3 separate regions of the Zea mays genome follow, and regions 1 and 2 are each linked to region 3. The links are chromatin contacts, called in public Hi-C maps. All regions are on one chromosome and are shown on one strand. The core of a region is the stretch at or near the end of the contact, and the rest is flanking DNA. Distances in the headings are between cores, read along the strand shown. Region 1 holds the start of LOC100282304. Region 2 holds the start of LOC100191932. Region 3 holds the start of LOC100382628.

Evidence for each region. Hi-C and Micro-C count contacts between places; a contact is called where the count stands out from the background.
Region 1: a Hi-C map of endosperm shows a contact between it and region 3, with 2.1 times the contacts expected there. The contact joins the promoter of LOC100282304 here to the promoter of LOC100382628 in region 3. A contact is called at or near these places in 6 of 25 Hi-C or Micro-C datasets (ear, endosperm, leaf and 1 more).
Region 2: a contact with region 3 is called in a Hi-C map of endosperm, with 2.6 times the contacts expected there. The contact joins the promoter of LOC100191932 here to the promoter of LOC100382628 in region 3. A contact is called at or near these places in 6 of 25 Hi-C or Micro-C datasets (bundle sheath, ear, endosperm and 3 more).

What each region holds. Positions count from the first base shown.
Region 1 is chr8:130,584,402-130,588,075 of Zm-B73-REFERENCE-NAM-5.0, reverse strand. It overlaps LOC100282304, which reads left to right and starts at 1,676. Exons shown (of 12, transcript NM_001155216.1): 1 at 1,676-1,916; 2 at 2,702-2,793; 3 at 2,977-3,039; 4 at 3,135-3,233; 5 at 3,453-3,611. The coding sequence starts at 1,757.
Region 2 is chr8:130,497,280-130,501,087 of Zm-B73-REFERENCE-NAM-5.0, reverse strand. LOC100191932 reads right to left here and starts at 1,374. Exons shown (of 7, transcript NM_001137356.1): 1 at 1,037-1,374. The coding sequence starts at 1,258.
Region 3 is chr8:130,897,647-130,901,184 of Zm-B73-REFERENCE-NAM-5.0, reverse strand. LOC100382628 reads left to right here and starts at 1,995. Exons shown (of 16, transcript NM_001358392.1): 1 at 1,995-2,075; 2 at 2,180-2,822; 3 at 2,929-3,148; 4 at 3,230-3,340. The coding sequence starts at 2,225.

The sequences.
Region 1 (3,674 bases), core at 427-2,926, 310 kb after region 3:
TTCGGACATTTATGGGCGCTATCGAAATAATGAGTGGTGAATGCGATGGTTCAAGTGGTCTTGTGAGAGACCCATTCCCACATATGTGTTAAATAACACTGTTTCGTTATATGATATAATCTGTCAAATGGCATGAACTAAAATATGCAGTTAAAAGGATTCAGAAGATCCATCATGAGATCCTAGAAGGACTCATATTCTTGAATTATAAATATGCAACATACAAATTTCATACCGACAATACATTCCTGATGAATGATAATTCTCCTGTGTAGAGACAATATCTCGTAATTGAGATTGTAGTTCTCTAATGGAAACTTTCTAGAAGAATCAAAGTCTGAGTTAAACACCAAAATTGATTAATCCCGATAAAGGGATAAAGATCTATATAGACCCGAAAAGGAATGAGATGAGGTACCAAAGGACTTGAAATTCACCGAATAAGCACATGTGCATTCCACGAGTTTTACTCATGCTATTTTCCACTAGCTGTGGAATTACGGTATCCTCTAAAGCCCCTATGGCAGAAACCTATAAGGTTTCGGTGTTACCGGCAAAATGTTGTAATGAATGAACGTATGGAGCGATGAGTCATATCTAGAATATGTATCATCACAACTATTGTATCCCCCTGAGTCCCATGGAAGGACAAGTTATTTGCTTTGCACAACTATGTATACATTGTGGTGTATGATAGAATGAAAGGTGTAGCTCCCTAGCCCCATCCATGCTCATTATTCTAGATGAACAATGAGGCATATTTCTTGAAGAATATGTTTAAGTTATGAGGGATAATGACTTTGATGGATGTCATCGTCAGGAGGAGCAAATGCTAAATCTTGATCACAATTGTGAGACACTGAATGCCATATTGTATGCCCCGAAGGCGTTAGTTTGATCAATATGTGAACCTTTGTGAAAGTTTCTATCAAATATGTAGATCTATTTGATCGAACACCACCAGTCGAAGTGGCTTGTTTATGTTGATATGTGCACTTACCTCGTGTATCCTAGAAGTGAGTTGAGGTGAAGTTTCTGAAATAATCCTTGCAAGGATGCAATCCGTTTGCTAAATTTCTATGTGCATATACTTTCAGAAGAAGATGTTTTGTCATATTGAGATAGTTTTCGCAAAGATCAGGGGAGCACATTTTTAAAGTTAGCCGTCGTAGAAGATTCGACACAATGCAAATCCAGAAGATCGAAAATCTGACCAGATGACAATTGTTGTACTCCTTTTCCTTTAGTGAGTTTTCCTAAAGTTTCTCACATGAGATTTTTAACGAAGAAATAAAGTGCAATGCAATATGCGTCACCATTCGTTCTTTCTCCATATTTTCCCCTAGGTTTTTGAGAGTTTTAATGAGGCATGTGTTGATCGCGTTATTCACCCAAAGGGGAGTGTTGAGAAACACTAATAAAGGGTTATATGGGCAAATACCGAATATGCCTCCTAGGGATATCCTGTCTTTATATATAGAATATATACCCCTCATATGGAATACAGAAGAGAAAGTGACTAAAGACCCAATACTATATTTTGTATCTCATGTGTTCTTTTTAGTGTGTGGACTTGTGTAAAGTGAGATAAGTCTTCCACATCTTCTCGTACCTAATGTTGTACTTACGGAAAGGGAGAATATGTTGATATGTGGTAAAGTTCTCAACACTCCAAAACCGGAGAGCGTCGGGCCCATTTCACTCAGTGCTCCCCCACGCGCCCGCCCTGAGCACCCGATCCACCACCGCGACGGCGATGAGCACCGCCTCCGGCGATGGCACGGACGCCGGCGGCGACGAGGCCTCGTCTGCGGCCGCCGGGAGGCGGATCCCACCTGCCTCTTCCATGTCGTGGGTACGCAACCTCCGCCGCTTCGTCGGCATGGGCGCCGGCCTCGGATCCGAGGCCCTCATGGGTCAGTGCCTCTCTCCTCTGTTCCTCCCTAGCCCCCGGCTTCCGCGCTAGGCTCGGTCGGAGCTGCGCGCCTTGGATTTCGAGGCGGTGGTTTAGGTGCTAGGACTAAGGTTTACATCCGCCCAGTTTGAAATGTGTATAGTAGGAGGATGGGGTTTGTGCAGCATAGTATTTATGTTGATGTAATGCAGCACAAGGGGCACCTGAAAAAGTTGGATACTGATTTGCAGCTGTTGATTTTGGTGGTGATTCATTCGGGAAGAACAATGGTGCTTTCTGAAGAGGTAGTGATGTTTATGGAGGATATATATTTTGGGTTTCTGCTGTTTGAGCTCACACCCATACTCATAATTTGACGATAGGGGGATGCCTGGCCTCGGAAACTCTTCCGATACAGGTATGTCCGGCGGCTGACGTGTGGGGCCAGGCCGTGGCAGGCCCCACACGTCAGCCGGCCAGCTGTAGCTCCGTTCACAGATGTACCTGCAGAGGATCCCGCCGGCCTGGCCTTAGGACGGTGGGCTGAGTCTGAGTGCTAGTACTTCTGTCACTGCACCTGCACAGAGAACTGGGACCTTTTTTCTTTTGCAATTTTTTACAATTATTGAATTAAAGTAGTTTGGCGTTATTCCTTACTCGTGGGCGCACTAAAGTGATACAAAAAACTAGCATGTTCTCTTTGGAAACAAGCTTAACATAAAATGCTAGACTCCTGTGGTTGTTTTGTTAATCAACATATACATTTCGCACCATGTTCATGATTTGTTCCATATGCACAATTTGCAGAACTGGAGACTAAAAGGATATTGCTTGAGATTTTCAAGGAGCGGCAGCGGAAGAGTGCTGAAGCTGGTTCCATCCCAAGTTTCTACAAGAAGGTGCACAATTCAGTTTGCTGACTATTCTTGTCCTTTTATATTTGTACTTTTAAGATGAAATTTACAGATTAATGCAATAGTATAGGTAATAATTTCTTTTGGGTTCCCTTAGTAACTACACTTGGTCCTTTTTGTAGAATCTTGCACCTTAGTTGTGGATACTAATCTCCATCATGTGTCCAGAAACCTGAAGAAGGATCTATTAGCTCTAGAGTTCAAAGGTTGGCCAAGTATAGGTTTTTAAAGGTAACATAAGGCCGGTGACATGCTAAGCTTTATTTAGTTGGTATTTTCCTTTTCATGACTTGTGCCTTATGGTATCTTTTCAAAACCAATTACAGAAACAATCAGAGATGCTGCTGAATGCTGATGATCTTGATGCCATGTGGGTTTGTCTCAGAGAAAATTGTGTAATCGATGATGCTACTGGTGCTGAAAAGGTAAGATTCTTTTTTGATACATGTATTTTACATCACATCCATTTGTAGAAGTCTTAATTCTTGTTGCATTTTTGAATATTGGAATACTAGTTTTGTTCTAGCTCACCGGCTTACCGCTAACAACTACATTCATGATCTCCATTTATATTTCTTTATCTGACTATGTAGCACTGTTTTCTTATGATATCTCCCTTTCTTATTCTTCCTGAGATACTGCAGATGAATTATGAAGATTTCTGCCATATCGCTACAGTCTGCACGGAGCAGATTGGTCAGAAATGCAAACGCTTCTTCAGCCCTTCAAACTTCATGAAGTTTGAGAAGGATGACTCTGGGAGGATTGCTATCCTACCATTTTATCTTTATGTCATGCGAACAGTGAGTTATTTTCTGCGAGAAAGAGCAGTTAAACTTGCCAGCTAGTTTTGTCCCAGATGCTTC
Region 2 (3,808 bases), core at 125-2,624, 400 kb after region 3:
AAGGTAGAAGACATGATTCAACAAGCAAAGAGTTCAAAAGAAGGCATGATTTTTTTGGTGTCAAGCATGATGAACATAAAAAAACTTGACCTGCGGGGGGTAAGACAGCCCCCGGGTATTGTATTAAGAAGAAGACCTTCTCACACAGGTCAAGAAAACCCCCGAACCCCTGCCCCACCCATACACAGCGGCATCGAAGCCCATGTGAGAACGACCACGACCGGGGCTGAGCCTTAGACCTGTGCTTTGGCGTGGGACAGACGAGGGGATTTTTTTAACCACAGCCTGAAATTCGCTCCCACGGGGAGTCGAACCCAGGACCTGAGGAGTGCTACTCAGACCACCTAACCAACTCAGCTAGAGGCCCTTTCGCAAGCATGATGAACATAGAAGCTTCTCTTTCTCAGATTGTACCTACTATGGTGCAGACTAGCCAACAAGAGTATGAAGGTTTCATCGGTTGCGAAATTCCGAAAGAAGTATATATACATCCACCAAATGATGTCCGCTCGAAGGGAAGGAGTAAAAGAATCAAGAAATCTAAAGAACTATCTAAGCCACGCAAAAGAAAAAGTACCTAGTCTGGGTGTATTTGTGTGCGTTATTATAGTGGCTTGAAAACTGTGGTACAATCTATTTGTATTTGCATGCGTCAATCATACTATGTGTATTTGCATGCGTCAATCACGGGGCCAATCGCGGGGCCAGTTGGATTAGGGAAAAGGACAGAATAATTAAGAAAAGAACCTGAGGTGGGAGGGCTTAAGTGAATAAAAGGCATTAATCGTTGGATTAAATAGGAACAGTCAGGATTTAAAGTGCTCACATGAGCACCGACATAGCGTGAGCACGAGATACGTTCCCAAAAATCAAAGCTCGTCACTCTCAAGATATTGATCACGGGAATTTGGATACTTAATTTAACGAGATGCTGTCTCTAGTTTTAATGTTCTATCAGATAATCAATTTGCACGGCGGAGGAACCAAAAGCAAGATTCTATTGGAGTCAGAAAGCGGGTGACCAATTCAACCCAACCTGAGGCGCCTTGTCGATGAGCTCCTGGACGTAGTTCTCGCCGAAGCAGCGGTGGCCCGCGTCGTAGACGCCCCGGATGACAGGCACCGGCTTGGTCTTGCTCACCGCCACCACGCGCACGGACCCCGGCGCGCGCCCCGCCCGCGCCGCCGCCTGCTGCGCGCGCGACAGCACCGACCGGAGCGCCGCCGCCGCGACCTCCGCCGCGGCCACGGACGCCATCTCTGCCTTCGCCGACGACGCCACCGCCGACGTGAGGGGTTGGTGGTGGCCTGATGTGAGCAGCCTCAGAGCTCTGATTCTCTGACGGGCCTAGTTCGACCCTTCGAAGATTGGAGTGGGATGGTTTTTCTCCTATTTTTGGGTTTTTTTTGGCTTCCTTTTTGTGTAGAAATGCTCATGGTTGGCAAAGGGTTTCCACACGTCTCTCCGCATTTAATAAACCAGTTTTATTGAGAGGGGTATCATCATATTTACTGTGTTTATGTTTAGTTGAATAGTCTAATATAATAGAGTGGTTTATGGATTATTTTATACTGTGTTTGGCAAAAACAACGGAGTCGTTTTATTTTTATTTGGTTGAATAGTAAATTAGAGTGAAGCCACTTTATTTTTTATTTGGTTGGAGAGCCGTATGACTGTAGATGAGAGGAGAGGGGGAGAACGCTCGCATCCGGTCATTTTTGTGGAGCGAGAGTGTTCTAACTATTTATGATAAATTTCCATATGAAATTCAGGAGCCACTTCGCTCTTATTTTGTTAGAAATCAAACATCCAAAAAATTGGAATGGATCCACTCTATTCTCCCTCACTCCTCAACCAAACACACCCTTAAATTTTTTTGAAACAAACCGGCTAGAGATTTGTCTGTTATATTAAAGAGAGGAAAAGCCTAGAAAGCCGAGGTTTAAAATACAGATACACCCCATGAAAACAGGACCAAGCCCAAGCACAAACACATAAAACAAAACAAAACGAAAAAGAGACTAGGAGAAAACCCAAGCACAAGCACACAAAACTAAAGAGATGTTAGGAGATTAGCAGCTGTTTGACTCCTACACATAAGAATTTCAAGTTTCGTCTATTCATCCTCCCCTAATCAAATTTCAAATAGTGAGTTTATAAGTGTGGTGCTTAGTCCTTAGCTTATCTGTGTTTACATCTAGACTCCTAGATAGTTTAAGTGGTAGTGGTAATATCCCTATCCATCCTTTGTATTTGACCACGTTAGCTCTATTTCTTAAAGAGGGGGATCCATCATAGTACTTCTCTACAATCCTAAACCCAATCCTTATACACCTCGGTGGCTCCATCACCGTCATATTGGAAAAAAAATTCTACTTAACTCGCTAAATTATTGATGGTTCTCTATTTCACCCACATCTATAAAATCAGGTATTCTACCCCTTGAATTATTGAAAACCGTCTAAATAAACTCTTTTGATATGGTTTTGCGACGTTTTTAAATGTCTATAGAATCCCTATCATAAGAGCTAATTATATAATTTAATTAATTATAAAATATAATATTATAACCCTTAAAAGATCTAATAATTGAATGATATTAATGAGTTCGACTGCATGGGGCCGTCGCTCTTCCACACCACAACCACAAGTCATCGCTTTAACATCCCCTTAGGCCTTGTTCGTTTGTGCCGGATTGGTGGGTCGGATCGATTCCTAACCGGATTGCTTCTCTAATTTATATAAACTTTGATTAGCTAGAACGATTTCGGGTGCAATTCGACAGAAACGAACAAGGCCTTAGGCTAGTTTAGAAGAAGGGGAGATAAACTCCAGAAGAGATTTTCTCCCACAAATAACTAAGGTCTTATTTAGGAGAAGAGGACTGAGGGGGCTTGGTAGTGTTTGGTTGGGGAGCGAAGTAGAACGGAACCGTTCCATCCCAGTTTTGGTGTTGTTTGGTTAGAAAGAAACTAGAACGGAGTGGCTCCAAAAGAAGAATATTCCCTCCAGATCCGGAACCATCCCGCTCCAAAAAATTGAGGGGAGGGAGCGGCTCCGTTCTCAGCCTGCTCTCCTCACCGCTCTCCTCACCGCGCAGGTACACCTCTCTCTCTCTGATGGCCGCCGCCGCCACCTACCTCTGCTGCCGCGCGCGCCCGACCTTCTTCTTGCTGCCGCGCGCCCGCTGCCGCGCGCAGGCCGTCTTCCTGCCGCGCGCAGGCCGTCCTGCTGTCGCCGCGCGCAGGCATTCCTGCTGCCGCGCGTTTCTGCCGCCGCGCGCAGGCGTTCCTGCTGCCGCCGAACGATCTGGCCGGAGCAGCCATGGCCATCTCTCTGCTGGTCCCGGCGCGCAGATCTGGCCGGAGCAGCCATGGCCATCTCTCTGCTGGTCCCGGCGCGCAGATCTGGCCGGAGCAGCCATGGCCGCCTCCCTCTGTGCAGCTCCCTCTACTGCTCCCTCTGCGCAGCTCCCTCTCCTTGTGTCTTTTTTTGGTTGATTGTAAACTAATTCACTTCTTGTTGATTGGAAACCAGATTGATTGCACAAAGAAGGAGAGCCAAGAACAACTGCAGCAAAGGTATACTTGTAAGATGAATTTGTCGCTCTATTGATTTGAATATACTGTCTTCATGTGTTGTGAATTGGTTATGTATTTTTTGTTGGCATATAGATGGATGAGGGCGATGATTTTCTAGTCTATGTAGCTGCTGCTCATGTGGTTCTTTCGATGATGGCAATTGTTATTAGAGCTCGAAAGAGAAAACGACACGGTCATGCACCCGTAGGACAAATTACTTATGCCA
Region 3 (3,538 bases), core at 746-3,245:
TAGGAGCCGGCCACCGAGGCCCAAGCAGATCCTAGGCTGCTACTGCCATCCGCCCAGCCACCGGCGTCCAGTTCCAGCACTCTGGCGTCTAGGTCTAGATCCCAGGAAGATTGCTTGCTTCTGTAACAGTAATCAAATTTATTATGTCTTGTTTTTTTGTTATACCTTGTCATTGTCAACCATGTGTTTTATTTGTGTGAAGTGTAATTATACACGCGGGTATCCGATACCCGCCTGATACCCGATGGGTACGGGCACGAGTACAAAATCCTACCCGCGGGTATAATGGCGGGCCGATATGAGTAATGCCCGCGAGTATTGTCGCGGGCGGATATTTACCATACCCGATCCAAACCCGACCCATTGCCATCCCTAGTCAGTACCTTTCAAAAGGGAAAGAAAAGGAGAGTTTGAGACAATGTTGTCTGCTTTAGGGCTACTTTGGCAACCCCAAATCCCCTTCGGGATTGAAGAGGATTGAGGTGGAAATGAACTAATTTCCTCTCCAATTCCTTTCAATCCCGAAGAGGAATTGAGTTCCCAAACTAGCCTAAGTACGAAAAAATCGCCTCTTGTACCGGGTAAAAAAACTCCTCTTGCTGCTCAGAAGAAGGTGGAGTTTGGGGGCAACTCTGTCAAAAGATGGAAAACAATTGCGCTGGGCCAGGCCCGCGATGCTATCTCCTGGCGCCCACATGTTAGTAGCCTGGCTCCATCCCCTCCGACGCGGCGCTTCCTCCCCGTCTTTTTTGTATTTTAGTCCTTTGGGATTTTATTTTAACAAATACACCCTTTTCAGTTTTATTTCAAAAATGGACCCTCACCTCGGCGCCATCACTATTGGCGGCGAGCTACATGTTGGCACCAATTAGTTTGACGTGTATATTTAAGAGCTGACGCCTATGTGGATCTGATGTGGCAGCACCTCGACGCCGTGGATCTCGGCGTCGACCTCCATGTATATAAATATACCACTCCGGCCATCGGTTTTTGATTTTTGGATGATAGCAGTCATTTTATCAATGATTCTTCTTCATACTTAGTTTATTTGGTCAGCCACGTAGACATCTCCTACAAAGTGGTTGAAGGGGGTGTTTGGTTTGCCCCTGCTAAAATTTAGCCCCTATCACATCGAATGTTTGAACCTCCGTTCGGAGTATTAAATGTAGTCGGATTATAAAACTAATTTCTCAGCCGAAGATTAAAAAGTGAGACGAATCTAGTACAGTTGGTTGGGTCTATATTTCATACTCCTATTTGAAAGTCAAACGCTTGATGTGACCCAGGCTAAACTTTAGTCCACAGAACCAAACACCCCCGAAGTGTTTTTGTGAGCACCAAACGTCTTGTCGCGTGGGATGCACGTCATATTTCTCAGGTGTCATATTATGCTATGATCAGCAGTTAATGTCAGGCACCAAACCACTATCCCATCTTCAGTCATATCAAGCTACAGTATGCATCTTGGTGTTCTTGCAACAGCATGACATGCAAGGAATTATGAGCTTGGTTAAACTATTTCTGTTTCTGTATTCACTTTTAGTTGCAGGGCTATTGCAATCCGTTATTTAATTGGTGCATGATTCCCTTGTTTATTATAAAAGGATGTTTTTGGATTATGGATAACGAATTGCACGTTTGAGCCGAGTTATTTACACTCATCCTTGCAGGACTAGTCCAGCTGAATTTGTGGTCTCGCGAGTAGGTACTATGAATTTATGGTCGACGCCGAGATCCATGGCGTCTAGGTCGGCGCCGATATCCACGGCACCGAGGTGCTGCCACATCAGATCCACATAGGCGTGAGCTCTTAAATGTACACGCCAAATTAATTGGCGTCGACACGTTGTAGTTCGACGCCAATAGTGATGACGTCGAGATAAGGGTCCAATTTTTTGAAATGGAACTGAAAAATGCGTATTTGTAAAAATAAAACCTAAAAAGGGTAAAATGTAAAAAAGACGGGCTTCCTCCCGCGATTCGAATCGGAAGCCCTCGCATTCCGAAACCCACCCTCCGCCTCAAGAAGCCACCGCTCCGACGAGCCGTGGGTGGCAGAGGACGCGCAGAGCAAGGTCGGGGCGGGGGTCTCTGCACCGGCAATTTCTCGCGCTGCCGCCGCTGAATGCTATCGGAGTTTCGGGGGATATTTAATGCGGTCTCGTTGATTTTCTCGTAGCCTCACCGCTGCAGGCGGGCGCGCGGACAGCGTCCCGCCCTCCCCATGGAGCCCGACGCCGCCGGGTGCGACGTGTCCGCGGACGGCCTCATCGCCGAGCTGCTTGACATGGGCTTCGAGTTCGACGCCATCAGCGCGGCGGTCGGCGCGGTCGGCCCGCGCCGCGCAGAGGTGCTTGAGGTCCTGCTGGGCGGGTCGGACGCCCGAGCGGGGCAGGCGAGGCGGGGAGGGGGAGTGCCAGGCCGTCCCGCCTTGTCTACGGCGCAGCCACGGCCGGCTGGCAGGGGCATGAAATTGAGTAACCCTAGGGGGAGGCTTAGGCAGTCCAGCATCACGGACCACGTTGCCTCAGCTACTGGTGGCGGAAAGGAATCTGGTCGGGAAGCGAACATTTCGTTTCCTTGTTCATCGGCTCCTGGTGGTCCCAGGGTAATGCCAGTGGCTGTTGATTTTTGTTCCGAACCGGGTCCCCAATCTCAGTCTTTGGTTGAGAACTCGACAGTGGAGTCCGACCAAATGGACAGAATTAGTGCTGTTCTGCAAAAGCATTTTGGGTTTTCCTGCCTCAAAGCATTCCAAAAGGAAGTCTTGGATGCTTGGTCTGCTCACAGGGATTGTATTGTCCTAGCAGCCACAGGATCAGGTGTGTTTTCTGTAATGCTCTTCTCTATCTTCTCTAATTTATTGTTTTCCCCCACATGGATGGTAGTTTCGTCCTCCTTTTCTTACATGGATAACTCTGCTGGCAGGAAAGTCCCTCTGTTTTCAGATCCCAGCTCTATTAACAACAAAGGTTGTGGTGGTCATATCACCCTTGATAAGTCTAATGCATGATCAGTGCCTGAAGCTTGCAAATCACGGGGTATCCGCATGCTTCCTTGGGTCAGGGCAACCTGATAGCCGTGTTGAAGGTAAAGCGATGGCTGGCATGTATAAGATTGTTTATGTTTGCCCTGAGACAATATTAAGGTAATCATTCTCGCCTGTGGTATTCTAAAGTTTATTAACGTGTTGCTGGGCCTATCTTGGTGGTGATGTCTCTTCTTGCAGATTAATGGAACCGTTGAAGAAACTTGCAGAAAAGCCAGGGATTGCACTTTTTGCCATTGATGAGGTCCATTGTGTTTCTAAATGGGGCCACGATTTTCGACCTGACTATAGGTCTGCTCTTGTGTTTGATATCCTCTGTTAAAGGTGCAAGTTATTATTTACCATTGTTTTTTTGTCAACACCATTTTAATTTTCACATATAATGAAGTGAGATTTATTTAATTTGCACTCAAGAACCAACATTTGCTTGCTATTTTGTCACATCATCTTCCAACTCTTTAGTATCTATTAACGATTATATTCTATGCT